2 separate regions of the Hordeum vulgare genome follow, and region 1 is linked to region 2. Evidence: chromatin contacts called from public Hi-C data. All regions are on one chromosome and are shown on one strand. Each heading gives the region's core, a stretch centred on a gene start, on an enhancer-like site or on the middle of the called end of the contact. The rest is flanking DNA. Distances are from core to core; before and after follow the strand shown. Region 1 holds the start of LOC123398985 (queuine tRNA-ribosyltransferase catalytic subunit 1-like). Region 2 holds the start of LOC123398976 (isoamylase 3, chloroplastic).

Region 1 (4,237 bases), core at 1,034-3,533, 200 kb after region 2:
ACTGGCACTTACCAAACTTCAGTAAACATGTTTGGATTACTTCAACATTCACCCTCTAATTCAAACACTCGACTCATCGACTTGGAACCAACACATTATTTGGATTACCAGTCCACGCCGTTACATCTTAGCGTGCTACATGCAGACTAAACACATAGCCTTTCATGTAGGAATTCAACTTAACTGGTGCACATCCATCTTCACGCTGACCTTCGTCTTCTCGTCGAGAGACACTAACGACTCAGACACAAGAAAAAACTAAAGACACGACTCTGTTTTTTTTGTTTCTTTTCCGTCGCAGCTTCTTCATCAAAGCAACCTTGGGCCATCATCCACGCCCACTTTATCTAGTTACAGAATATCGTGCTCCTTCTTTGCCTCCTACCGCGGATTAGGACACTCTCGAGAATAGTGCCCATAGTCCTGACAGTTGTAGCAGCGAACTTTAGATTTGTCGAACTTCCGATACTTCTGCTTATCTTTCTCCTTATTGCGCGAGAACATTAACCGCTCCTTTTCTTGGTCGCGTTCCCGTCCTTTCAACGTCAATTCATAGGTCTTTATCCGCCCGATCACCTCCATCACCGACATCTTCGTCACATCGCCCCACTGCTCTATGGTGCCAACGATCGGTAAAAATTTGTCCGGAACGGCTCGTAGTAATTTCTCCACAACCGTGACGTCCTCCATCTTTGATCCGAGAGCTCGCATCTCATTAACCAGGGAGGTTAGTTTTAACGCAAATTCACCAACCCCTTCTGACGCCTTCATACTCATCCTCTCGAACTCCCTCCTTAGAGCTTGAACACGTGCCTTCTTGACACGACCATCTCCAGCATGCATCTCCTTGAGCGCTTGCCAAGCTTCCTTTGCCGTCTCTTTCTCCGATATGGACATGAAAACACCATCAGACACACCTTGAATTATGGCGGCGAAAGCCTCTTGGTCCTTTGTCTCTTCGACCGCGCCGTCACCTTCCACCGCTGCCCAAACTCCACGCGCACGCATGAAGATTTTCATCTTCGCGGCCCACACCCCATAATTGTCATCATCAAGCATGGGGTACTGGGTGGTCACACCACCACCACTCGCCTTTGAAGTCGACATGATTCTCTTCTTCGATTTTCCGTTGTCCGTGACACAACTTGACGGTGACGACAACTCCACCGTGACACAACTTGACGGCGAAGCTTCCACACCTTGCTCTAGATACCAATTGTTGGCTTTTCGCCCTCAGGATCGAACACACGATCATCCTGCAGCTCGACTAGTCATATACGCGCAACTCGGCTCGACGTATACGAACTATCTGAGCATTCGATATCTCACCGGCACTCACCCAAACACCGGGACCAGAACACACGCACGCGAACACAGTAACACAAAGATGGCCAGAGGCACGTGTCGTGCCTCGTAAATATCTCTTTATTGCTTTTCTCGTTTTTCTGATGCAATCTTACAACGTATATGAATGTGTATATATAGGACCAAAGCTTGTATAGCTAACAAACCCGACAGTTGTCCTATTACCGCACATACACGCCAAATAGTCCGGCAGTTGTCCTATTACCGCACGGACACGCTAAATACTATTCGGAACATGACTCGGTACTCATGGCATGCAAGTCATACACAGACACACACTTTCTTAATTACCGGCTACACTGAACTCAATTAAGCTAATCCTACTAACATAAAACTAGTACTACCAAACTTGAACACATGAACCGACTCCGCTACAACTATCCTAATACGGAATCAACTTTGCATAAAAACTATTACATATATTTTCATGAGACACTAGCACTTACCAAACTTTCAATAAACATGTTTGGATTACTTCAACAAAAACTACTTCTAAATCTGAAATTTTCCAAAAAAATGTTCGTGTTTTCTAAAATGTGCTCAAACAATTGAAATAGTTGTATGCTACAATAAATATGAAATGTGTCTGTGATGCCGGCCCAGTAGATCGCGGCTGCACTTCTACTTCCAGTAGGGGAACTCCTGTGCGGGAGGCCGACTGCTTGCCGCAGCGAGCGGCGTATAGGACCTCCCGGTGAAAAGTGGCTCGGTTTGATATGACATGATCCATCATGGGCTGCAACGGGAGACAACCTTGGGCTGCGACGGTTAAAGCCCAAAAGCATAGTCATGGGCTGAGTAGTAATATTGGCCATGGCCGATGCCCGAAGGCCTTGGACCGCTGTAATGGAGAACGGGCGACACGGCGGCGAGAACGACAGGGTGCTCCGTGCAAAATCCCGTCCTCTTTTTTAAACGAGTTCTAGGCTTCCGCCGGCCGCCGCCACGGAGTCTTCCCTTTCCATTTGGAAGGAGCCGAGGCAGTCTAGGGCTTCCTCCCCCCCGCCGCCGGCGAGAGCAGCCGCCTCTGCAACAAGCCCTACCGCCCCAACGTCTCAGCTCAGGTTAGTTTTGCCGCACTCCTCCGCCGGTTCGCGCCTGACGCTCTGTTTCGCGCCAAAAGAGAAGCACCCCCCTCTGCTATTCGCGCCTTCGAGTTCGTCTCCTGAGCTAACTGGAAACGCTGGCGCGCAGGTTCCGGCTCAGTGGTTCGAGACCCTCCTCCCTCCATGGCGCTCCGGTTCGAGGTTCGTCCAAGTTTTAATTAATGGATAATAACAACACGTGCTTAGCTTTCGGTTCGACATTTTTCATATTCTGTAGTTTGGTCCATGCCCTTCGATTCCTGAGATGAGCAGCCCCGGCGGTTTCTTTGTTCGGACTGTGCAAATTGGAGTTTAGCTGAAGAAGTTAGTGGTGACGAAATAGATAAGATCGTACTGCTTCCGTACTGTAGCTGATAAATTAATACTATGACGTTTGGATGTGATGCAATGTTGGGTTCTAATAATAAATGTAGTGTCTCAGATGATTTTCTGCAACCACAGACTCCCAATTAGGCTAATACTGTTTTGTTTTAACATGGAATCACTGTTGACTACTAGTGCAGTAGTGCTACTGCTGACCAGTGCTTCACAGTTAATGCACCTACTGCCTTAGGCACGTGTTTTTCAGAGTTCCCTACATATTGTCTTTACCTGGTATACTGTATTTGGTGCCTCTCTTAAGGTAAAATCTTCATGTTTTCTTTCTTTACTACTCTTCAGAGGATATGCGATAGGCCTATAGTGGTCCATACCTCCATATAATACGAAAAAGAATAAGGGAAATAGTTTGAAAAGTGGCTCCACGTGGTACATGCTCTCAGAATGATACAGATAGACGGTGCAGTGGTAGTGGTACCACTGACAGCTCATATTGCTGCTACTGTCAAACCTCATCACCTCTATTGGACAAAATGATGGAAGCTGGCTGGTTGAACCTAAGTTCTAGCAATTGGGAACATCGAGTTTTGAATAGTAGACCTTAATGATGAAACATTGACCATAAAGATGAATCTGGAGTGAAAATTATCTTGTTTTGTGCTTTCAGGTCTTAGGAAGATTTAATCGCGCTCGAGCTGCTCGGTTAACTCTGCCGCACTTTACTTGTCAAACGCCACTTTTTATGCCTGTTGGAACCCAAGGTATTATATTTCTGGATCTCGTACCATTTCTCTGCCATATGCTAGTTCAGTCTGAAATGGAGCCTTTTCTTGTGTAAAATATGAACTTGCTGTATTTTTGTATAACTGAGTTCATGCAAGTAATTAGAGGCGACTTGAATGGATAATGTCGGATTTATACCTGTACTGTGCTGATGAATAATGTTCTAGCATTGTCTTATCCATGGAAAATTCAAATTTCTTAGTTTGCATGTCTTCACTCTCCAATCTTCATCATTAAAGCAAATATTGACTTCAACAATGAGTTACTATTCTCGGTTAACCCAGTTTGGGTGTACTTCTTTCTGATTAAACTAGTTCAGTTTCATACCGTGATTAAGAGATTTTGGATGTGACTCAACTTTGCCCGATGATGTGTGCGATTCTTGCATCTCACAGTCGTTCTTGTGTCATTCCTATGTTTTTTTTTCTTTGCTCAGGTACAATAAAAGGCTTGGCTACAGACCAGTTAGAGGCTATAGGTTGTCAGATTATACTTGGAAATACCTACCATCTTGAACTTCGTCCTGGCTCTCGACTTATTGATGACTTGGGTGGCCTTCACAAGTTTATGAATTGGAAAAGGGCATTGCTGACTGACTCTGGTGGTTTCCAAATGGTTGCTCCAAATCATTATCATCCTACCTTTCACATTAAGTTTTGTAGTTC
Region 2 (4,479 bases), core at 714-3,213:
ACATGCTAGAAGTGACACAGTGAGATAGCCAAAGTTATGAGCCTGCACTACTCAGCAGTGCATTTTTTTTTCTTTTTATGAATGAGTTGACGTGATAAGATCAGTGCTTTCAAAGCATATGATTCTCATAAAATTAAATCTTGTTACTCAGTGAGATAGCCAAAGTTATGAGCCTGCACTACTCAGCAGTGCATTTTTTTTCTTTTTATGAATGAGTTGACATGATAAGATCAGTGTTTTCAAAATATATGATTCTCATAAAATTGAATCTTGTTTTGAAGAATATGTAATACAGATACACATGAGGCGAATGATGGGATTCTTCTTCCATAAATGTCAGCCACACCAAGTTGTCAATATTGAAAAGAATAATGCCTTATCTTCGAAGGTACAGATAACATGAAAGCTTCATAACAATACCTCCACCAACACATGCCATATATCTCCAGTTTTGTTCTTCTGGCAATCTAAAGCAAACTCCACAAGTTTTTCACTTTCTTCATCCTTGGTTCCTCTGAAGGGCAATCAAGTATGTCAGACAATGAGAAAATCATATTCCGTTGGAAAGAGAATGCAAGATGAACAAGCTAAAGTACAACGCTGATCTGCAAAAGGTTATTCCAACCAGGCCAACAGCCCAGATCAACTAATAAAATGGCAACCTGGGAACCAAATAAACATTGTTTTGTGCATTCGATCTGCAACACACACAAACAGTTGATCAAAGTGATGTGTTTTGGCTTTGTGAACAACTTGTTTTGTGGGAAACCAGGATTCATGAGTTCTAGCCTAAAAGGCAAAAACAGTTCACTTAAATGACACTGAAAGCAACAAAACCACACAATTTAGGAAAGATTGTCTGTACCTCTCAGCAAGCTTGATGCAGAGAGTGACAGAAGAAGCATGTTGAGAGAAAATCGCGAAGTTGATACCACTTTCAACCTGCGACACTCCTAGAGGGGATGCTTTGCCGGAAGAATATTTCAAGGGCATTTCGGTGCCTGCCATTGCGCTTTCCTTTTCCTGGCGATGTTACAGAATGAACATACACTTTAGCAAAAAGTACATGATACAGAACGGGGAATAAGGATATTCAGCATCATACAGTTAATGAATACTTGAATTCAAACATATTCGCTTAGCGGAAAGTTTCACCAGGACAATAACTCATGACATGTCAAATTACCACGAATGTATATCAAACAAACAATTCAGTACACCGGCAGCTAAATGGATACAGTACGATACAACCATGCATGGGATGAACACTTGAGCACGGTGCGATACCTCGGTCGCGATTCTCCCAGCATTACCAGCCTGAGCTCTCGCCGTGGTAGTCCGCACGGACCCAAATCGCTGTGCCTGCACCACGACAAAATCCGCTCGGATCAATCCACCAATTAGAACGGATATATGGATGCACCCCGCGAAAAAAAAAAGTAGTACAAAAATCGAGACACCTGCCTTTCCGAAATGCCCTCCTCCGCACCCGGGCGCGACCCCAAGCCTGCTCGCCGCCACACTGCACAACCAACCACATTACACATGCATCATTCAGAGCGGCAGATTGAACGGCACGAAAACGACAGAATGCAGCGCGGCGAAACGAGGTCGCGCGAAGAGAGGGGGAAACACGCACCGGTTCGGAAGCGCGGAGCTGCTGCTTCGGCGTGCGGTGGCGGTGGCGGTGGCGGCGGCGGCGGGGCGCAGCGGGGAGCGATTTGTAGAGGCCGCCGAATCCATCCAAATGAGGGGGGTGGTGCTGGGACGGGTGGCGGGAGGGGTTTGACCCGGGACCGGGGCTAGTTATAGGGGCCCGTGGACGCGGTCATGGGGCGGCTCTCGAGGTCGACGGAGTGGAGTGGCGATGGGGAGCGCAAGTCGGAGCGGGAGGAGGAGGAGGATGCGGCGGTGATCTCACCTCGGGGAGGGCGCGCGGGGGAATGGGGCGACGGGGATGGGGGGTGGACACGTGGTGTCGCATGCGCGGGGCGGGCGCGGCGGATAGGGAAGTGGACGGACGACCTCGCTTCCGGGCATCCGGCCCGACGTGTGGTGTCGTGTCGTCATGCGCTTTCTGTAGAACAGTTTTTTTTCTTCTTACAACAGTTACTAGTGGTGTCCTCTAAAAAAGAAACAGTTACCGGTGAATGATAGCACTGTTTGTACTCTGACTGAGTTAAACGTTAGAGTTAGGCCATGTTTCTTTAAAAAGTCTTAGGACTTTTTTTAGTCCCAACTAAAAAGTCTCTAGTCCCTACCTGTTTTTTTTCTAAAAATTAAACATGGACTAAAGGTCATTAAATGACATGAAAAAAAATATGTTACCCGTAGTAATATACTAGAAGTTATTAAATGACATGCTAAAAGTAGGGGCACTGTTGGAAAAAGTGCCAAAAAAGTCCCAAAAAGTCCCTCCCATAGGGACTTCTTCATTTAGTCCCAAATACCCCATTTTAGTCCCTAAAAGTCCCTCGTGTTTCTTTCACATGGGACTAAAAGGGACTTTTTTTAGTCTATACACCAAAAAGTCCCTGGAAAGAAACACCCCCTCAGATTATAAGGTTGGTCGTAATGGGAGTACCATAGCTAGTATCATGCATGCCAACTAAGCAATTTTGATGAGGTGGTATAAAATTAAATAAAAAAAAGAGGGTTGAGTATCATATCATGATATGATGATACCGTATCATATTAAATGATGTGCTACTAGTATGTGTCTTGCATGACAATAAATGAATTATCCTATGATACTAACATATGATGCTATGCATTACGGATGTGGTATCATCCACTAGTATCATATGCATGATACTAACATATGATACTACCCATTACAATCTCTGGTTGTAATGCAAGACACGTAATAGCACATCATTTAATATGATACGGTATCATAATATGATACTCAATCCTCTCTTTCTTCATTTAATTCTATGTCACCTCATCGAAATTGCTTAGTTGGCATGCATGATACTACCTATGATACTCCTATTACGGGCAGCCTAATACTGAACTAACTCTAACCAGAGAGGTGTTTGGATGTCAGGGTTAGATTGATAATAAATACTATTTTTCAATCATTTGGTTACTTTGGACCGTATTTCCTGCCGGATTTGGTGTGGCCGCCCCTTGTGTGGCCTCCTCCCGCTCGGGGGGCGGCTATGGTTGTGGCTACGGGAGGGGATGTGGATGGGTCGAAGGGATCTGGTGCGGTGGAGGCGGAGGGAAAAGTGATTTTTTTTCGACCTCACCTAACTCTAACCCAAATAAACACCTCGCCATGGAGTTTTTTTTTGGTGGGTTAGATGCATCTAACCAAAACTTACCCTCTTGTTTGGATGTTTTTGGTTAGTTAAGCCTAAGCTAACCCAAACTAACTCTAACCCATTTATCCAAACAGAACCGATGAGAAACGGTCGGATTCACAAACAGATCAGGTGGGAAACTAGCTTTAAGAGCATCTTCATCCATGATTTGCAAATTTGGGCCCTGAAACGTCCGCGGACGCGCCTGGTTAGTGACCGGACGTCTCTATTTGTCCTCCCGTGTATTCACACTCCTCATTTTCTTCCTCATATGTCCGGTCACTTCCACGTTATTGGTGAAGAGGAAGAGAGAGAAAGAAAAGAATGAATAAAGAAAAGAAAAGGATGGTCTAGGGCGGGGTTGCGTCCTATGTGGCGGACTGACCGAGCGCGCCCAGGCGCGTCCGCGAGGCCTCATATCCTTCTCATATTTAAGATGGATATGAGGGTTCACGGACAACCCGGACATATAGGGACTATATGAGGGGTCTGGTTGGGTCACTTTTTCCTTCTCTCTCCTGTTCGGTCACTAACCGGACGCGTTCGCGGACGTATGAGGGGTCATTTGAGGGGTACAGTTGCGCAACCATACTCTCTCGATGGTGGCGCCCCATATGGCATTGTGCCTCTCTCGGCCTCATCAACGAGCACATGCTCTGCAATGACTATCGCAAACGCTTGGATGCATTGTCCCAGATCCTCGACACACACTGTGGCCCAATCAGAGGCCTTACTATGGGCAGGTTTCATTCCAACGGCAAGGACCGAGCCAAGCTCGACGAGTGGTTCTTATCGTCCGCCCTAGATTAGCTCGAGGAGCTCACTTTAATGATGGACATATGCGCTCATTGCCACCCTCCACGTTGCACCTCGCGCTTAAGTTGCACAATGCTAGGTTCGTGAACTGCCATTTCCCCGAGATTAACATCGATCCCGCATTTTTACTACCTCGGCTGAAGCACCTCGAGCTCGTCGATTTCTGCATCCCCAATGATGACACGGAGTGCCTGCTCCGCGGCTATACTGCGCTCGAGTACCTTCATCTTTAGGCAATCAATGGATTGAGTATCCTCCACATCGCCTCCTTGAGTCTTTGGACAATTTGTGTGTATTGGTGGTGCTGTAATAGGAGATCAGACAAGTTGAATCACCAAATGGTCATCGAGGATGC

The links. Hi-C and Micro-C count contacts between places; a contact is called where the count stands out from the background.
Region 1: a contact with region 2 is called in a Hi-C map of leaf, with 5 times the contacts expected there. The contact joins the promoter of LOC123398985 here to the promoter of LOC123398976 in region 2. A contact is called at or near these places in 2 of 6 Hi-C or Micro-C datasets (leaf and seedling).

The regions. Positions count from the first base shown.
Region 1 is chr5H:468,604,119-468,608,355 of MorexV3_pseudomolecules_assembly, forward strand. LOC123398985 (queuine tRNA-ribosyltransferase catalytic subunit 1-like) reads left to right here and starts at 2,284. Exons shown (of 16, transcript XM_045093425.1): 1 at 2,284-2,429; 2 at 2,560-2,612; 3 at 3,457-3,550; 4 at 4,009-4,187. The coding sequence starts at 2,595.
Region 2 is chr5H:468,400,776-468,405,254 of MorexV3_pseudomolecules_assembly, forward strand. LOC123398976 (isoamylase 3, chloroplastic) reads right to left here and starts at 1,964. Exons shown (of 24, transcript XM_045093411.1): 1 at 1,640-1,964; 2 at 1,465-1,522; 3 at 1,288-1,362; 4 at 866-1,023; 5 at 421-514. The coding sequence starts at 1,743.